Linked DNA regions of Dromaius novaehollandiae: region 2 is linked to region 1. The links are chromatin contacts, called in public Hi-C maps. All regions are on one chromosome and are shown on one strand. Each heading gives the region's core, a stretch centred on a gene start, on an enhancer-like site or on the middle of the called end of the contact. The rest is flanking DNA. Distances are from core to core; before and after follow the strand shown. Region 1 has its middle 66 kb from the start of SORL1. Region 2 has its middle 200 kb from the start of UBASH3B.

Region 1 (3,538 bases), core at 945-3,444:
TCTGTTGTGCACGCAGCCAGCGCGCACCGCGGCGCTGAACTCATCTTTCTCGGTGTTTTCTGGCCACATCAGAGAGTTTCTGTTTGCCTTAGAATAAGGACTTCGCCTCGCTTATATTGATGCGGGGCTGGTTCCTGCTACGGGGAAGCGCTGCTGCCTGAGCGGCGGTCCAGAAGGGCAGAGCAGGCAGAGGAAGGCGGGAGGGAGAGGACGGAAAAGTGGCTCCCGAGCCCGCGGATGGCCTAGATGTAGGGACCTCCAGCCCGAGGCTGGGCTCCTCCTTGCCTCACCGTCCCCGACGCTGGAGCAAGGCCGGGAGCCGTTCGGTGCCGGGAGCGAGGGTCCGTGGCCTGAGCCCGTGACTCTCGCCCTTGGCAACAAACACGGTTTAGATTAGTTTCTTTCTTTGCTCCATTTTTCATATTTATTTTTGCAAGATTTCTCCTTTTCGTGCCCCTTCTCCTTCCTCCTCGCGCCTTATATAGCCATGCAAGGCACGGCTTCACGGAGCGAGGGCAGCCTGCCAGCGCCTCCAGCCTCCCCTGCCAGCCCCCACCGCTCTGCGGAGCCGAAAACTCAGCCGCAGCTCCGACCCTCATGGAACTATTTGCTGCATCATGAGCTGTTGTATGCGTAAACGCCCGGGTAAATAAATAAATAAAGCGGCGGACACCTAGGGCATAATGGGAATCTGCAGCCGGAGGCACAGCCGCCCCGTTGCAGCCCTCGCCGGTGAGCAATAAATGAAACTTTGTCCCCTGGAAGGCGGGTGGGATTTTTCCCCACTCGGCTCGGCTCTGGCGGTGCTCGAGACCTCCAAGAGGTCTGGGAGCATATTGCAATGACTCCCAGCCCCAGCCCCGGCTCTTTGTGCCAGGGTTACGTTATCTGCGGCTTTTCTTCTTCGTTTTTCTTCTCCTGCTTTCTTTAAAAAGCCATAAAACAGCAAGTACTATTCAGTGATTAAGATTATTTGGGTTCATTTCAGTCCTGGCATGGCGCTAATAAAAAAAAAAAAAAAAAAGGTTAAAGGATTTGTTCTCTCATTTGCAGAAGAAACCATTTCACTATGGGAATGAACAATTAACAGCATTTAAATGAGCTGAACTTGGTCCTTTTCTTCCATTGTCTTTGTCCCTCTTGAATCATCTGGAATTGGATTTTCTCTGCTGTATATTTTCCGGTGCGCTAAAATGTTTTACATAAATTGCAGACCAATCCCGGTACGTAACCCCCTCATCCCCGCGGCTCGCCACGCTTCGGAAAAATACGGCGTGCCGTTGCTGATCACCTGGATCTGCGGTGTGATGGCAATCGCTGCTGATCACCGCTTTTCCCCTGCCATATTTTTTCCCCCCGAGAAAGTACAACACAAAGGCGGGAGGGCACTCTCCCCGGCTCCGTGTCTGCAGGCATTTCTGCCTTCATTAATTAAAAATGATAGCAAGGGGAGCGAGCAAAGGGTTTTGATCTTGGCATTGAAAAGCGGTACGCAGCCCCAGTTAAAACCTTTTAGTGGCAGATTTCGGCGGTCTTTTCGCCCACCGCAGCCTCGGTGTGCTGTTTGCATCTTAAAATATTGCCTCCTTTCCCCGGGCGCGTGATGGACAACATGATACGTTTGATCAGATAGAGGGTAAAATGATATTGCAAATACGCGGCGGGGTTTTTGTCTCGCCGAGACACGCGGTCGCAGGTATTCCCACTGGCTTATTTTGCAAAGCAAGGAATGGGTCTTAGCGCTGCACCGATGGAAGGGGACTGCGGCGGGGATATTTTGGCTAGGCGATTTTGGTTTTGTCTTCCAATTAAAGCACCCAGCAGGCAAGGTGATGAAACGGCACTGCGTTTTGTGGCGGGGGGCAGTGTGCCGGGGAAAGGCACAGGGAGCGTTTGAGGGGGGGAGGATTTAAATGCATTTTCTGCAAACTATTAACCTACATATGTGACTTCAAAAAAAAAAAAGGGGGGGGGGGAAGGGGGGAAAAGTGCAGCCGACATTTCGAGTGGTGTCGCTTTAAGAATCGAGACTGAAACACCTTAAATGAACTCTGCAGCAGACAGCTGAAAAAAGCGCCTGGCCCCGCCGCCTCCCGCTTCTTCATGATGTCATTTTTCAGGTGTCAGTTTGCTGGAGCGAGATTGGAACAGGCCTTGTTGCTAGGACATGAACGGGAAAGCGGCCGCCGATTGGCGGGCGGCCCTCCCCGGCGAGCCAATGGGCGCCGAGCAGTCGGCATAGAAATGAGGAGCAGCAAAGCTGCTGGCTGGGACAATTAATGTGTTTGCGGTGTCAGAGCAAATTGTGGCGCAAAGCGCCGCGCGGGTGCAATTACACCCCAAATCCTCCCCGCGTAGGCCGGCGATGCTGCCCGCACGGCCGGGCTCGGGTCGGCGGCAATTAGCGGGCGGGCGGCCTTCCGGCGGGGCTGGCAGCTCCGCGCGGCCGGGGCAGCGAGGGGACCTTTTCCCTTGCACAACACGGAGGATTATATAACGTTTTTATTACCTTGTGCCTGCAGAAATAGAATAGGTAGATTTTATTTCCTCTGATTTTTTGCAGTTATTGTCATCTAAGTCCATAGCGTGGAGAGGACCCAAAAAAAAGCCCTCCCCCAGCCTGCTGCGGCGGCTGCATGCGGGAGGAAGGCGAGGGGCGAAGGCAGCTGGTGGCAAAGGTGGTTGCCCAGCCTTCACCGTCCTGCAAGACATGTAGCAGCAGCAGCACAAAGCCCAAAGGAACCTGCTCTCTGCAGAGCACAAAGTATCGCTTTATACAGTGTAATTGAGTCTGATTCTGTTATTTCAGACCCCGGCTATAAAAAGCTTTCCTATTTAAGCTGCGAGCAGTGCTCGCCTGACAGAGGGAGAGCCAAGTAAGCAGATCTGCCTGGCCGTCCCCCCTCAGCGCTCGCGGGCGGCCCGCGGCATGGGGCTTCCTCGCGCGGCCGGGGGCGACCGCGCACAGCGGGGAGCACGGGGTGGGGCAGGGCTGCAGCGCCGGACCCTCGGCCCTGCTCCTGGCGGTCCCGGCGGCCGGAGCGGGAGCAGGTCCCACCACGCAGCCGCCCCGGCTGTAAAACCAGCCCCCTGGGGAGGGCTCGCGGGCGGCGAGGTACCGCCGAGCGGGGTGCCGGCTCGCGGTGCAGCCTTGCCGGGAGCAGCCCGCTGCGCGGCCGAGGCAAAATCGCCGCCCGCCCGCCTCAAACCGGCCATTTTGGCGATGCCACCCCGAAGCGCGGGGTCGAACCTGCACCAAGTCCAGTTTCACAGCATCTGCATTTGTGGCCCACGGCCAAAATGCAAAAAAAAGAAAAAGCCTCCCTGTAACCAGAGCCGTCCCGGAGGCAGCTGGTTAACCGTTTGAGCCCCTCTCCGGGAGGAGCAGCTACCCGGTTTGGGGGTCTCTCCGTTGCCCTAGAGGAAGGGGCGCAGGGGGAGGCCGGGGTTCGCGGGGGAGAAGAGGGAAGGGAGACGCCCGCCTTGGAGCAGAGCCTCCTTGCAGAACCAGGACAAAAGTCCGGCCTTGTTTATTCGG
Region 2 (3,786 bases), core at 194-2,693, 140 kb before region 1:
ACAAACCCCCCTGAAACCAAAGCCCTTGAAATGCCTGGCACGTGTAACGGAGGTATATTTAACAGACTGGCTTCCTAACCTAACCTGGTTTCTTGCGTAGATGCTGTCTGCCTTCAATACCAAGGAAAGTGATTTCACTGGGAGCTAAGGAGGTGTTTTGAATATCCCCGTATGCAGCTAACAAGATCTTTGGGTGCCCAAATACCTTTAACGCCGTAGTCCTAGAGCATCTGTGCAACGTGCAGCATAACAAAGAAACCGCCTTATTTATTTATTTCTGTGTTGGCGTTAGGTGCTTTCTCTCCCTTAGAGCGAGTAGCACCCTCTGCTCCCCCGAGCGCCTTGCGCAGCCCGTGTGGAGCCAGGCCTCGGGCGCCGCCGGGGAGCCCCCGCCCCACTGCTCCGACCGCTGCGGGTCTCAGGTAAGGCCCCACGGATGGCTCGGTGCGCGGGGTCTTCTGGGGCGGACCTGCGCTCCGCGCTGTGCGGCGCATCCCTGGGGATGCAGGGCCCGGCCTCGTAGAGCACAGTGCAGATTTAGTCGTCATCTTTGTCCCGTCCCCCCCCCCCTCCCCCCCCGCTGATGTTAACTGTCTGTATTATTATTTATTGTTATCAAGGGATTTGGTTTGATCAATGAAGTGTATATGCGTCTGACGGACATTGGGAGAGGAAATGCTTGGAGAATGAGTAACGTGTCTGCAGCGGAGGGTGTGTGTGAGGCAGAGAGGCAGCATCGGTACTAGCAGCAGTGACTGATGAGTTCATTTTAAAATCCAAGGGCATATAGCTGGTAAATTAGCACATATTGCAAATATAGTCTGGTGCGAGAGGCAGCGGGGCTGCCGTTGAGCGGAGGGGTGGCTGCGGGGGGGGGGGGGGTGGCGGCGAAGGGATCGTCAGCTCTGAAGTCGCGGCGGGCAGGAGCCGGGCGCGCCGCCTGCCTCCGTGCGGCTGCGGGGGGGCGGCGGGGGGGGGGAGGCGAGGGAGCAGCGGCGGATTTTATTGTTTTAAACCCCAGCCGCAGGCGGAGGGATGCGAGGCGCAGGGCTGCAGCCCCCCCGGCGCGGCGGCGGGGGCGCCAAGGGGCGCCGGGCGCTGCGGGCCCGGCGGGCGGCGGCGGCGCGGGGCCGGGCCGGGCCCGGGGCAGCCCGCGCCGGGGATGCGCCGGCGGCGGCGGCGGCTTCTCCCGGAGCTTAAGAGCTTATTGGGGAGGGGCGGCGGGGCCGGTGTGTGCGAGGCTGGCGGCGGCGGCGGGGGGGGGCCGGGTCCTTATTCTGTTAAAGATTTAAGTAGGCATGCAAGGAATCTCTAGGATAGTTGGCAAAGGGCGCGGGTGGGGAGGGGGGGAAGGATCCAAAAGAGTCTGTAACCAGACACTGAAGCTTTCCAGGAGTGAGAGTGTGTGAGAGAGACGGAGACAGAGCGAGAGGAAGAGAGGGGGCAGTGTGGTCTAGTACATTTTCATCTGGTCGTTGATTTGAGCCTGATGCTTGCTGTCCCTCAACAGCCTCCCTTGCCTGTATTTTTTCTTTCCCCCTCTCCTCTCCTTTCCCTTCTACTTCATCGAAGCCTAGGGGAGCCAGTAAAGATTAAATGTGCTTTCTAAAAGGCAGCCACTTCATGCAGCTATGTCTACTCCCCCCCCAGCCACCCCCCACTCCCCCTTTTTGAAATAAAAAAAAAGAGAGGGGGGGAGACAGAGAGGGGGAGAAGGAAGGAGGAGGAAGAGGAGGACTATAGTTTAATGATGTCGGGACTGGCTGATCCAGAAGGAGGAAAAAAAAAAAAGGAAAAGATTTGAGATCCTGGACGAGGAAGGACTTTGGTGAATGGGCTCAGACTCCTGAGGTGAGAAAAGGACGGAGTGAATGACGATGATTTGGTAATGGTGCCTGTTACGGCTGCCCCCAGCCGTGCGGCGGCGGGCAGCGCCGGGAGCGCGGAGCCGGCGGCCGCGCGGGGCCGGGCCGGGGCCGGGGCCGGGGCCGGGCCGGGGGGGGACCTGCCTTCGGCAGCGCTGGGCGATGAGCGGCGGATATTTTGCATTTTTAACCTCGGGCCCTGCGGTACGTTTCGGCTTGTGCCGCTGGGCCTGAAGCGGTTCCAGAGATGGGTGGAGGGTACGGATCCATATTATTTATTTGGGGGGGGGGGGGAGAGGGAGGAAGAGGGAGGAAAGGGAGGGAGGGAAAGGGAGAAGAGCGGAGAAGGAGGTGGCAAGCTGGGGACGAAATCCTGCTCTCGGTTATGGCCGGCGTAAATTTCCATTGGCTGGGGTTGCACAAGGTGCTTGGCGAGGAGTCGGTGCAGGATGGAGTCCCTTTTGTGTGTGTGTGTGTGTGTGTGTGTGTGTGTGTGTGTGTGTGTGCGGTGTGTGTGTGTGCGCACGGGGCTCGGGGACCCTCCTCTCGAGGGGAAGCGGGTTTTTCCTCCAGGTTTTCCTTCGCAACGGCGGCCCGCGGCGGGCAGGGGCGGGCGGCGGCGGCGCTGGCAGTGCGGGGCTTGCTCTGGCACGGCGCTGCCCTTGGCTCCAGCGGATGCCGGAGTCGGGAGCGGGCCGCAGCTCGCCAGCCCCCCAGCCCCGTCTCTTAATAATAATAACAGCAATAATAATAATAATAGCGGCATCGGTCGGAGCGCGGAGGGAGGAGGGCGGCAGGCGAGGAGCTGCGGAGGAATTCGGTGCCTTTTCCTTTCCCCCCTTTTCCTTTCCTTGATATATTCCCTTAAAAAAAAAACGTTTTAAAAATGCGAGCGGCTTGCCCAGCTGCACACACCCACCCTCGCCGCCCTCCCCCGGCTTGCGCACGCCGCACGCTCGCACTCGCTCGCTCGCCCGCGCTCGCTCGGGTGTCACAGCCCGCCGGGCGGCCAGGCTGCTGCGGGCACTGCCCTGCCCTGCCCGGCCCCTGCCCTGCCCGGCCCCGGCCCCGGCCCCGGCCCCGGCCCGCCCCCGCCGCCCCGCCGCCGCGCTTTTCCCCCCTGCTCTTGGCGCCGGAGACTGGAGCCTCCCCCGCTTCCAAATGGTGAGTTTCTACCTGATTTTCTTGCAACTCGGGGTTTCTCTCCATCCCTGCCGGCCGCGGGGCTGGCGGAGGGGGCGGGGAGGCAGCGCCTTTATGCTGCTGCATGCTTTGTGCCAGGCGGCTGGAGGGAGAGCCTGCATATTCCTGCTCTTATTTCTGCATTCCTTTTCGTTGAAACAATGAAAATAATTCCGTCACTGCCCCAAACTTCCCTTTCTTTCTTCCTCTTCGTTATTTAAATGCGGAGACTTTTCACGTATTTGTCGCAAGCGACCTTGTTGGAAGCTGTAAGGAACCTGCCGCGCCTTGTCATTTTTGTGTAAACGATTAAAACCGGAATGTATTCTCTCAACAGAGGGTCCTTAGAGAAGCTCTTTCCTTCCACCTGTGTGTCCTGTTTTATAATCTTGAGCCATGAATCGAACTTGCCTGCTATTCTTTTCCTCTTTCTCCTTTTTATCTTTTTTTTTGATCCTTGTTTTTGCAAGAAATAGTTTGTTGCGCCCCTCTCAATCCCTGAGACCCTAACTTGTGATGTTTAGCTTTTAAATCCACGGGTTAGGCTCTTGGGAGCTGTGAGTTGTGCTTTGACATCTTTATTTTATTTTATAAATATATCCTATATATGTGTATATGTGTGTGTGCATGTGTGTGTATATATATAGGCATATACACACACATACAATAGTGTTTCGTAGACCTTTTAAGGGAAAAAAGTGTCTCTCTCCTCCTTAGGGTTGATCAGCTAATAGTAGGG

The links. Hi-C and Micro-C count contacts between places; a contact is called where the count stands out from the background.
Region 2: a contact with region 1 is called in a Hi-C map of liver, with 7 times the contacts expected there. The contact joins two enhancer-like sites. A contact is called at or near these places in 2 of 4 Hi-C or Micro-C datasets (brain and liver).

Annotation. Positions count from the first base shown.
Region 1 is chr21:4,371,372-4,374,909 of bDroNov1.hap1, reverse strand. No RefSeq gene overlaps it. Among named protein-coding and RNA genes, the nearest start is that of SORL1, 66 kb to the right of the region's middle. Within about 2 kb of position 2,194, at least 2 of the 2 cell types and tissues checked have open chromatin away from gene starts, as enhancers often do.
Region 2 is chr21:4,513,943-4,517,728 of bDroNov1.hap1, reverse strand. No RefSeq gene overlaps it. Among named protein-coding and RNA genes, the nearest start is that of UBASH3B, 200 kb to the left of the region's middle. Within about 2 kb of position 1,443, at least 2 of the 2 cell types and tissues checked have open chromatin away from gene starts, as enhancers often do.